Regions from separate parts of the Zea mays genome. Here region 1 is linked to region 2. A link is a contact called in public Hi-C data. All regions are on one chromosome and are shown on one strand. The core of a region is the stretch at or near the end of the contact, and the rest is flanking DNA. Distances in the headings are between cores, read along the strand shown. Region 1 holds the start of LOC606448. Region 2 holds the start of LOC100304074 (IAA19 - auxin-responsive Aux/IAA family member).

Region 1 (6,051 bases), core at 2,886-5,385, 220 kb before region 2:
CATGTTTTGTTTCAAATTTTGTAACACCATACAACGGCACTGAATGTTTTCGTTTGTATACATCGGAACACAGTTGTTGGGTTTAGGAGGATACGTTGTTGTATACTAGTAGGTTGAGTAGTTTCACAGCTTTACGTGTATTCTTTGTGATTTGTTTCCGTTGAAATGTATCAAATTTGAATCCATTTGCAAGTGTACCTCAGAGGAATGCAATCAATAATATCGAGAGCTCCTTTTGTCCCTTTTTGTATGTTTTATTCTCAGTTTCATTCATAGAGATCATGTGGGAGCTGTGGAAGGCAAATAGCCAAACAATGTTCCATAATAACGATCGTTCAGTTCTTTTTATCGCCGATTTGTTCAGGCCATTCGAGTTCCCGCCCTTTTCTCTTGTTTCCTTCCCTATCTTAAGTTTGTAACCAAAGATATAAAAGAAGTTACAGAAGTTCTGTTTGGAATTAGAATGAAAGATTTGCCATGCTCATGCACTCATGCTACAGCAGTTCAGTGCGCAGCTCTGCAGAAGAACAAAGCGAAGCCACGCTGTAGAACTGCCGGCGGTCCGACCCGTGGCTCCGGAGGCGCGACGCGAGCGCGCCAATCCTGGGCCGGACCACGAGCGCCACGCGTACCGCGGCCTTGACCACGGCGTACGCCGCGACCGCGCGCGCCAGCCTCAGGTCGGCCGCGGCCAAACCGGCGACGCGCGCGGCCAGGCCCGCCAGCCTGCGCGCGTCGGACGCGGCGAGCGCGAGCGTCACGAGCAGCGCGCCCGCGAGGGAGGCCAGCAGCGCCAGCGAGGCGGCGACGAGGAGCCCGCCGGAGAAGGCGCAGGCGTAGAGGAGCGCGACGATGAGGAGGCCGAGGTGGTGCGCCATCGCGTGCTCGCGAGCCACCAAAGGCGGCCGCGGGGAGACGGCTGTCGTGATAAGGAGAGGAATCGTGCCCTTGCATTAGGTCTGGGATCCCTTCGTTTCGTTGTTGCATGCATTGAGCGTTTTGGTATGCTTCCCACGGTGGCGAGTGTCGGCCGGAAGTTCTCAGCAAGCGAACTTGCAGCCTCCCAGTTCCCACACGTCAAAAAATTTACTCCATCCGTTCTAACATTGTAGATTATTTTGATTTTGTTGCGTAATTAACTATATATTGTATCTAAATATGTTGTAAAATCTATGCATCTAGAAAAGCTGTAGCAACTTATAATTTGTAACGGAGAGAGTTATATACGGTCATATATCATTTAAGATCATCTCCAGTAATAATAGTGTGTATATAGGAGTGCAAAACACTGTTTTGTACTATATTGTTTACTGTTTAGGCCGCGCTCTTTCTCATCCTCTTTTCCTCTTTTGTGGGTTGCGAACTTGAGCTTGAAAGGAACTTGGGTATCGTTTGGTTCAGATATTTGTAACGTAATAGGTAAGTGATAACGTTAAATTATGTTTGTTTTAATCTCACCGTAATCAGATACCATACTAAAAATTGATACCGGACTATTCAAACTTGTTAGCGACAGTAATCGAATGTAAACAATTACCTTTTGCGTTACATTTCTTGAACCAAACAACACCTTGGGGTTTTCCACTTTCCAGCACAAGGACTAGGTGCGAATGCCATCTCCCACATCAACAAAATCAAAGCCCGAGCGAGATGCCTGGCGGATACCCAACTTTGCAAGCAGGGCAGACTGAGATGAGCGGATGAGCCCACCTTGTCACCCCCTTCGTGATCAGTAGGACAGTAGCTGCTGCGCCGTCCAGTACGCCTGACTTGTGTCGGCGAGTGTTTTTACATGCCACCAAGAGATCAGATCTCAAACACAAACAGAACCAAACCTCTCACTGTTACAGAACACGAGCGTAGCTACGTACACTGACGCAGACGCGCAAAGGTCATTGCCTCGTGGCAAAGCAACTCATGGAAAGCCAAAACGACTGAAAAGCTGATCGGTTTTGCTTGAATCTCTTCACGTATCAACTATCAAGAAGGTATTTTTGCCTTTCCTCTTAAAAACAGCTGCAATGTATGAGAGCCTTTATACATCTGTAGTAAGGTAACACACACAGTATGAAAAGAACAGAAGAGCCTACATGAAAAGAAAGTCTACACGGCGTATCTAGCTGCTGGTGAATATAAGGAGAAACACAAAATAAAGGGCATAACAGGAATACACAAAACTAAAAGGCGCGCGGGGGAAGGGAGTAAGATCTCAGCGTGCAGTATCCATGTAATCTTTGGCGCAACTCGCTCAGGATGGCATGGACGAGCAGCCTATGTGGAGTTCTGGACCACCTGGTAACAGCAGGGAGTTGAAATTTAGAACTACCAATACGCTGGAGACGTGTGCTCCAAACTTCTCTGCCTTGCTGGGAGAAATCACCTCTAGAAGCAGGCACAGTGGCAGCGGCAGGAAACTATGTCACAGGCATGTCCGGTTCTAGGTTCTTATATAGTGCCCAGCCTGTGGGGTAGTTGACTCGAGGAGGTTCCAGGTTGAAATTCCAGACCATAACCCGACTGCAATTGTCCGGAAGACCCTCTACCTGGCGCTCGTTCTTAACGAGCTTTTCTATAAATCGTGATTCCTGCAAAAAAAACATATGTCAGGTCAGACCACATTGCTTCGTTCTATGTCAGGAAAGATGGCCATGGTGCATTTGCAATTGGTGGCGATACTTGCAATTTGTGGCGACACATGTCACACTTATGGTTTTTATCTATTAATTTTGCCTCCATTGTTAATCTATTATTTTATTGCAGAACCAAATTCTACGGTATGTTGTTCCACTTCCACCACGACATTGGCCATTTTTATAAGAATGGAGAGCTGTAAACTGAAGTTTCGCTAAGTAGCAACTAGGACCAACCTTCAACATAGATGAGTCCTGACTTTACACAAGAGTTCCATCAACTATGTGAAAAATTACTGCAGCCTCCCTACCATTACAGTTCAAATATCCAAACAAACTCACCTGCAAACCACCTCTTCCACCTGAGTGGACCATAACAGAATCCATAGGTGGGCGGTTCCATCTTTGAGGGTCCCACAACATTGTGCTGTTGAAAGCAAATGCAGAGAAGCCAATTGGGAATCGACGAGTCGAACTCTTCTTCTGAACCGTCTGGACTGTGTGCCATCCCATGACTCGGTTTCCTTTGCAAATAGGGCCTTCCAAAACTGCCCTATACTTCGTTCCAACATGGATTGCTACAGGCCATGAGCCAAAGCGCCTGAAAAACATAGCACGTCTCATGAGAAGGGAAGCCAGATTGTCTCGTTTAGTTCTACCGAAATATGGCTAGCAGATCTTGAGTTTTGACCTGAAACTTCTGGTTAGCAGTTTGAGGGAGCACTGTGGTTCTCTAGCTCCATCATTCCAATTAAACTAATCAAGGCTATGTGATGCTTACAATCTTATATGTCAATATAAAACTACATTTAACTGTTTATTATGAATCATCAAAACAATTTGTAGACAATAAGTTCATTACAGATATATCAGTACAGGCAAAAAAATGTGGTAGAGAGCTCTGACCTGATCTTCTGCATTTCTTCAAATACATCAGCTGAGTATGACCGCTCTTCATCAGCAAAATGCATTATACCATCAAGGTGATGCCTTTTGACATGATAGATTGCATTATTCCTTTGACATACAGCAATCTTTCGTACACTCGTGGTATTCTTTCTACATATAAGATGCCTGTACATAACCCCAGAAGACCTCAGAATTTCTGCTGTTTCATAGGACTGTTCAGGCCATTCCACCACCAACCATAAAAGAGGTGCCTGTACAGCTTTCAAAACATGGGCTAGCCGATTCAAGTAATATGCCTGTTGTGGCCGAACAGAAGTGATCGTCACGATTATCAGCAGCTTCTTCACAGGAATGTCAGATTCTTCAATAGCAGGTAATGCAGGTGAAGATTCAGCAAAATCTGCCTCATCATCCAACATTGCAGGAACTGGAGGGCTCTCTTGAACCTGAGGCTCGTCAATCAGTTCGACCTCTTTCTCTACTACAACTGTCTCCAACTCCTTAACTTTGGTGCCCATCATTTCCGCCTCAATCACACCATCATGGAACGGAAGCCTCTCGTTTTCGGATACTATTTTCTTGTAAACATCGACAGAGAACAAAGGCATGAACCCAATGAAAATGCCAACCATGAAAAAGAACAGCAGATGGACTGCAACTCTCCTGCAGGTCAACCCCTTTGATTTTGACCTCTCCTGTGATCGGCCATGCCTCTGGGAAGTCATAGCCGCGCACACAGATTTTAGCTTGCTCGACAGCAGGAAAAAGTCCAAGGAGATCACTGAGGCCAGCAACCCCCTCATTGCGACATAGGACTGTGAGTACAGCAGTTTTGGGGACGGCGAGGGATTGTTGAACTCGGACCAGTCCCTAACCGACCCTTCCCGTAGGATAATCCCACTGTTCCTTCGACTGGACACCATTCCAGAATCAAGGCTTCGTGATGCATGTACTCCTCCTGAATTACTCAAAAGCACGAGTCCTTTATTCCACGGTTGTTGCACTTTCTATCCCTTTAACTCATGTAAGACTGCAAAACATTCTTCCCTGATGAGGTCATCAATCGAATTGTACCTGCAAAACAACGTGATGCGAGGCGTGCGTCAGCTCAGCTCAAGATCAATCAATACATGCTCACGCTAACCCATAGAGCAGGCTAAACTGAAACATTCTCCCGGAGCAGCGATCCAAATTGAAGGAGAGCAAGATCCAAAGCTAAAGCCTAAAGGTACAGACTCTAAGAACTTAGAAGATCACCAAGGAAACCAGACATTTCTGAGGCGGGCCTAACTAACAGCCATGGGGGGATCAACTGAACCCCGCAAATTTACTGCTACCATCAATCCACTCCACCGCGCAGACGCCCAGGACGGGAATCCGCAAGCTAGCTGGACGGATCGGATTCTTCTTGTGCAGGACAAAGCAAGCGAACCAGCAACCCGTCCAAGCAAGCAAAGGCTTCCTTACCCAGGACGGAAGACGAGCAGCCAGGCCCAGACGTGATCTCCAATTAGCGTCGGTGAGAGAAGGAAGCGGCGGCGGCGGCGGCGGCGGCGGCGGTGCGAGCAGAACGCCTGATCTAGATGCAGGGGGCTGCTTGCTTCGCGTACGGCTCTCTGGCTGGCTCGCCCCCCTCCCGCTCCCCCTCCCCTTCCCACCACGCCTCTCCTTTTCAGAAACCGCGGCCCGTGGTGTTGAGCTGTTCCCGGCTCCGGCTTGACTTCTCGCTCCCTCCCTTTCTCTCTCCACGCAAACCGAGACAGGGGGAGTTGGTGAGGGTATGGTTGGATAGAGAAAAAGGAGCTCCTCGCGGAGGCGGAGGTGAGCGAGACGAGTAAACAAATCGCGGGCGGTCGCCGTCGCCGGTCGGCGTCGGTCGGTCTGGACTCTGGAGGGAGGTCAGTTGCGTCGCCGGTTGCAATCCAGCCCCTGGATTCTTGCGGTTTTACAGACGGTGACCGTTGTAACGCGACGGATCATGTAAAATCTCTATTGGTCCTGCCTCGTATTTTTATAAATAACTCCTATTTGAAATGGCCCACACATATAGATTACATCTAATTTATTTCGTCTATCCACTCTCTATCCTAAGTGAATCTGCGCCCTCACACGAGGCACGAGCGCCTCAGTCACCCATACAATGACACAAACTCACACACGTCATGTCTTTTGTTCATACAAACTAACGACATGACAAGTGGGCTCGCGCCAAATGCACCGCGACAGGAGCCCAATAACCCATGCACGTCGCTCCGTAAGGGATGGAGAAAGCGGTTTCAGCAGACCCACACACGCCGCGTCTTCTATGCATAGAAACGCGCGGAAAACATTTTCAGCAGCCACAGGATGGAGCTGTTTTACTCATCCTAATCCGCCCACCAACCTGGCTATAAAAAGTCGTGTCGAGGCCCCTCAAGCGACAACGGTGGTTGATCTGCTCGCAGCCGGTGGCCTGACACTCTCCAGCTACTCCGACTCGTCTATGTCCTCCAAGGTACGCATGTACGTACAT
Region 2 (6,292 bases), core at 1,019-3,518:
TCTAAGATAAGTTTTAGGAATTCAATTCTTTAATACATACTCAAAATCAATTATGATGCAATAGATGTATATTTATTTTAATTTATTTATTTGCTTGGTAGATGTTTGAAATATGAACCCACTCATATTGTTTTTCTTTCTTTTTTTAGAAAATAGTATTTTGATTGTGGGGTAGGAATTAAAGTCGCTTCAAAATTAGATATTCATGTAAATGATTGCTTATGGTGCATCATTTCATAAAATACATAATCATTTAGTTGAATAGAAAAATTCTCTATTACTCCTCTTCTAAAATAGTTCTTGGTTTTCAAGATTTTGTCCTCAAATTTCAATACTCAAGTATAATTTGAGATATCTGAATTTATTATTTTATTTCTTCATATATTTATTTTATTATTATTATTATTTTTTATACAGATTTTGGGACTTACAGAAGCGGTGTCTCCTTCAGCCGCTGCACATGCACCACAGCGCTATCCGCTGAAACCTCCCCTGTTTGTTTGGGATTTTTTCAGCTTTTGATCACCAAAAACTGCTGCGGACTGCCAAACGTCCCAGAGTCCGCTTCTATAAGAATCGCTTTAGTAAAAAGCATCCAAAATCAACATGAACACAAAATTGGTCGAGTCGTCGTGATTATATGAATCCATTGCTTTCAAGATCCTGAACCATTTAGACCACTTCATCTTCCTCTGCACGTAATCTTTATGATACTCAGATTTTTCTCACAGTCAGATTCTCTCTATAGTCGGATTCTAAAAAAAAAGTTGGTCAGAAAAAACTAAAACAAACAGGTCTAGTATGACCCGAAAGAAAACGAGGAAGTTGCGAGACCGTTTTGCGAAACCCCCGCTGCAAAATGCACTGGCTGGCAATGTGGCTTGCACACTGCAGCTCGACTGTCTCGGCGGAGTACCCTTGGCCGCTCCCGCTCTTTTGCAGCGACCAGACCAGAGTGTGCTAGCACTAGCACGGGCGAGCAGGCGGCGAGTAGTAGTAGTAGATGTGGGTGCTCTTTTGCATCATCACCAACCCTGGCATGATGGCGAGGTGAGCGGTGATGATGCACGCATGGAAGCGTAGGTAGCGCCGCAGAATTAATACTTCTGCCTACTCCTTCCTACAGGCTACAGCAGTGGTGGTGGTTTGCTGGCACTGCCGGTGGTGCGTGCATGGCTGCCTGCGCTGCGCAGCGCAGCGCAGGTATTGTCGCGCCGAAGACGACGACGACGACACCAGCGCCATCAATTCCGAGCCGCCCATTGCGTCGAATACCTGCGCGCTGTGTGTCCCATCAGACTGACGATGATGATACCTGAACGGGACATCATAATAATCGCAGCGACTAGCTAGTGCCCGGCTGCCCCGCACGTAGTAGTACAAATGATGCTTCGCTTCGCCTCGAAAGTTACAGGTGTTGATGAGTTCCAACGACGATTTGCATCTGCGGATGCAGCACGGCCAAACTGGGGAGGCGGGCGCCACCGTCCGGTAAAGTCGCCACGAAATCCGGGCCAGGTTCGCCCAAGACAGGGCAGGCGGGCGGCGCGCCGTGCCGTGCGCGCGTCTCCTGGCAGCCTGGCTGGCTCGCTCGGCGCCTCCCGGCTCCCGCAGCCCGGCACGGAAGAGGGGAGATGGCACGGCACACGGCAGGAGAGAGAGAGACAGACAGACAGCGGCAGGGGCAGCCACCAGCCGCTGCGCACGTCCACCTCGTGTGTCTGGTGGAGCGGTCGATTCGATTCGGAGACAGTACGACCTCGCGCCGCGGCCGCCACTAGAGGGTAGAGGCTGCGACTTCCCTCGCTCTGGACTCTGGACTGCGGTTGTGGGACCAGACCAGAGGCCCATTTCCAGCTTGCCGGAGCGGCGCCGGCCGGGCGGTTGGCATTGCAGCTGTCCGGTGTACTGCTGCATATAAAAAAACCGAAAAGGGAGATCCTCGCCGAGATCCTGTCGCTGCCAAAAGAAACATTTTACTAGCACTACTCTTGTGTCCTCTGCCAGTCAGTGTGCGTGCGCTCTGCTTTTGACGGCAACAGCTGCTCCTTCGAATCGATCCATGGTTGGTGGCTCAACTTTTGACTTGCAAAACAAAAACAAAAAAACAGGCCAAAGGGCGAAACGGTCGTTCCATGTCTGCCCTGCCCGGCCCGGCATCCAATTCCTGTGCGGCTGTGCCCGGCGAAACCACACGGCCCGAGACTGGAACTGGAGGGCAGAAAGCGCTTGCCCGCGGCCGGTCGGCCACTTGTCACTGTCACACTCACACACGTCTATGCCATCCACGGACCATGGTGTGCCCTCTACTTATCCTCCTCTCGGCTACCTCCACCATTCCTCTGCTCAGCTCGAACGAACAAAAAGGACTCACCTCGGCCCTCTCCTCTTGTGCTTCTGCTTCCCCACCGAGTCTCCTCAACCCCAGGCACTCGCCCTCTGTCCCCTCCCTTCCTCGCCTCCGATGCCGCCGCCGCCGCCGCTCCTCGAGCCGCGCGACTACCTCGGCGCCGGCGCCACCTCGTCGTGCTGCTCGTCGTGCTGCTCCTCCGGCCGCGAGGGCGCGGGGCCCCACCTCGCGCTGCGGCTCGGGCTTCCGGGGTCCGACGACTCCCCCGGCCGCGGCGCGGACACGGAGCACGCCCGCGCCCACGTCGACGCCGCGCTCACCCTCGGCCCCGGCCCCGGCCCCGCGCCTCCCAGGGGCAGCGCCAAGCGCGGGTTCGCCGACTCCCTCGACCGGTCCGCGAAGCTGGACGGCGTTGCCGCGGATGACGCTGCTGGGGGCGTCACGCGGGTAGCTGGAGCTGCTGCCGGAGCTCCGCCCGCTGCCAAGTAAGTGCGTGCTGCGGTTAATTGGTATTGGCTCGTCGTACGTAGGGACCCAGCTTTTGCTTTTCCTCGCTGTGGGAGGACGTATGCGATGGTAGTAGTAGTAGTAGCTCGTTGCGTTGTACTAATAACATGACTAGTGATGATTCATTGCGGGTGGCAATTAGGAGTAAAATTGATTGGAACCTAAGCACATAAACGCAAGACGAGGAGCAAAATTCCTGCTGTTCTTCAATTGCTTAGAGAATAAAAAGAAAGTGTACGCCCGCTTTTATAGCAAGCAAATACAGTATAGCATGGTATCGTATTCCTAACGTTGGACTAGGCCGACTAGCTGGACACCATCAGGACCAGCATCGATATGGTAGTCTCTTTTACCAAAAAGGCTTTCGTTTTCCCTTGTAACTGTCGCCACTGATATTTAAACGGCGTGGTTCCAAGTTCAAGTTATAGAGCCACTTCTGATGGAATTGTCACAGGCCATAAAGAAGTTTGTTTGGGATTAGAAGCAACCAGATTCTGTACCATGTAGGGGATAAGTGCATGTGCATCTAGGGAGTATCCCGGAGGTCTAGACAAAATGCACCCAAATGAGTCTTTTTTAGTTCTGTTGAGCAGAGACCTTTTCATGATAGCTTTTAGTGCCATGGACAGGGCACAAGTTGTTGGATGGCCGCCTGTTAGGAGCTACCGGAAGAATACCCTAGCTGCCAGTGCCACAAAGACAAATGGGGGAGATGAAGGTAGGAGTGAGGCGGGATGCTGTTATGTCAAGGTCAGCATGGATGGAGCCCCATACCTAAGGAAGGTGGACCTCAAGACCTATTCAAGCTATGAGGATCTCTCGCTTGGTCTGGAGAAAATGTTCAGTTGCTTCATCACTGGTAAGTGCTTCTGTTTTCTGTTAGTTTTTTTCTGCCACAATTACAAATACACTTGTTCCCCATCTGGTTATTTACCCATGTTGTTGTGATGTAATGAGTTACAGTGACACCAGTACATGTACAATTAGGTATACTGTTTTCTGCATAAAGTCTTGAGGAGTCAATTAATAGTACTTGTAAAGAAGTATTGACTGATCATTGTGTCTAATCACCATACTATTGCCTTACTAACTATTGACTAGCATTAGTTGGGACATTCTCTTAAAAAGAATAATGATACAAAAACGAAGTTGCAAATATGTCCTTAAGGTCTTATCCTCCTCTACAGCAAACTAATGGAAAACGAGAATAGACATTATTACAAGTAACTTTGAGGGGAGCAAAAACAAATGCTGTATGCTTACATGTGTTTCATAATTCTCTGGCCGTTACTCTGAACCTTAAGAAGTATTGACTGACCATTGTGTCTGTAAAAGTATATTTGTCTAAATGAAACATTTCTAGCTCCTCCTTAACGGGAATATTTCTATCCCTACTTTAGAACCAAGCTCTTCCTTTGTTCTGCAAATATAGATGTTTCTCAAACAAATACATACGTTTAAACTAGTGATATTGCAGGTCAAAACAGTTCATGCAAGACTTCAAGAAGGGATAGGCTTACTGATGGTTCTAGGGTTGATGCCCTTCAGGACCAAGAATATGTCCTTACTTACGAAGATAAAGATGCTGACTGGATGCTCGTTGGTGATCTGCCCTGGGAGTGAGTCCTAACTTAGTGTGGTTTGCAATATCTATCCAAATGATAATGTTCCTTCTCGGTTTGTCCCTTCCCTAGACCACTCGTGTTGGAGCATCCGGCACCGGGTCTGACCTATAGTGTTCCTTTTCTGTTTATATGCAAATGATAGTGTTCTTTTTCTCGAAACCAATGGAAATCGATATGATTTTGATGCAGCAGTCTAGACTAGTTGCGATTAATTATAAAACACTTGCGTTTAAGATGTGGGCGCTGAAAAATTAGGAAATTTGTCCAGTGAAGACACTATAATTTGAGTAAATGATTAGATCCACTCGTGCGTGAAATTTGCTATTCTATTTGATTCTTTTCGATCAGAGGATACATTGATTTCTATGTATCTCATTTCACCTTTTTAACAGAAAAATTTTTGCCCTATATTCCCTCCATTGCGTATAGTTTACTTTGGCTTTGTCCTAACTCAAATTTCTAGGACTACCATTGTTTTTAAAAATTAATGTTAACACTTACAAGCTCGCTTAAATGCCTTGTAAAAATATATTTAATGGAGAATCTGATGAGACTAATTTGATGTTCTAGATGATTGTGCATTTTTATTCTCCTTAAACACTCGTTTGTGATCCCTGAGATGAATTATTCACATTTTTTCTTTCTTTTTTATTGCTTAACTATCTATTGATGCATCAGGCATTTACTAGTTATTTCCAATGTCCTTTTTGCAGCTTGTTCACCACATTTTGCCGGAAACTTAGGATCATGAGAGGCTCTGATGCTGCTGGCATGGGTATGTGTACGAGCACTAGAATGTCTATCTTTGATTGTTGAAAGACTTTGTTCGATATTAAATATTATGGTGTGGTTTGATTTTTCTTTTTAATTTAGTTGCTGATCACTATCATCTGCCCTTAGTGGTGGTTTATAATCAACTAAACTATGCATTTGGACATGCTCTTGTTTTGGAAACACAAAACCAGCCTTAGTTATAATGGTTAGGGTAGATTAAATTTCGACAAAATGTGAATGCCCATTGGGAAAAAAGTGTTGGCTGAGCATGCATCCGCCAGAGATTCGGATATCGCTGTTTCCTCTCGGAAAATGTGGTCGTGCCGACTCAACCTCTAATCTCTGGGCACATACATTTGATATGCTGCCAGAAACATTTCTGGTCCAGATTTGTACTTGGAAATATTTCTCTGGTGAAGTAGAGTTGTTTTGTGGAACCATTTGGCTAGCTGGCTGGATTCTTTGAAGCTTAGAACTAGAAACATAGGAAACAACACTTTTAAGCCGTTTCAGTCCCCCTAGGCAAGGGGGAAAAAGGAATCGTTTCAGGCCGTTGCAAGGCTGAATGGTCTTTCATCGCATGCTCATTTTGCAACAATTCTCGCGTTGCTGGCCAGAATCAGATCAGATCCTCCTGGTGTGCCAAACGCGTGGAACCATTAACCATGAGACACTGGAAGTCAATAGCAAATGCTAATTTTGACTCATAAGAATTACTTATTCCGTGGCTGATATATTTGTCTGCACACATTTTTCATTTTACTATATGTCTGGGGATTTGGAATATATAGATCTCTGGCTCCGAGTGAACTGCAGTGAACTATGCTTCTGTTATTACTGTACCTGTCTCCTTATGGCATGTGGCTGCAACTGAACATAGCCCCTTGTTTTTGTTTGGGATCTGCTAACAACTATGATCAACTACAACTGGCTGCTCTTTCGTTTCACTGTACTTTGTGGTTCACACACACACATTCATGCACCCACAGCTTCGTCATTGTTTGCTGCTTTGTAGTACGTACTCAAGTATCTAATT

What was found. Hi-C and Micro-C count contacts between places; a contact is called where the count stands out from the background.
Region 1: a Hi-C map of leaf shows a contact between it and region 2, with 4 times the contacts expected there. The contact joins the promoter of LOC606448 here to the promoter of LOC100304074 in region 2. A contact is called at or near these places in 4 of 25 Hi-C or Micro-C datasets (ear, leaf and tassel).

Annotation. Positions count from the first base shown.
Region 1 is chr8:69,576,306-69,582,356 of Zm-B73-REFERENCE-NAM-5.0, reverse strand. It overlaps LOC606448, which reads right to left and starts at 4,135. Exons shown (of 4, transcript NM_001112316.1): 1 at 3,537-4,135; 2 at 2,973-3,231; 3 at 2,381-2,585; 4 at 1,979-2,292. The coding sequence starts at 4,096. The coding sequence ends at 2,415. LOC103635328 (golgin candidate 5) reads left to right here. Exons shown (of 19, transcript XM_008657809.4): 19 at 1-242.
Region 2 is chr8:69,351,990-69,358,281 of Zm-B73-REFERENCE-NAM-5.0, reverse strand. It overlaps LOC100304074 (IAA19 - auxin-responsive Aux/IAA family member), which reads left to right and starts at 2,268. Exons shown (of 5, transcript NM_001165576.2): 1 at 2,268-2,835; 2 at 3,487-3,716; 3 at 4,335-4,476; 4 at 5,196-5,257. The coding sequence starts at 2,279.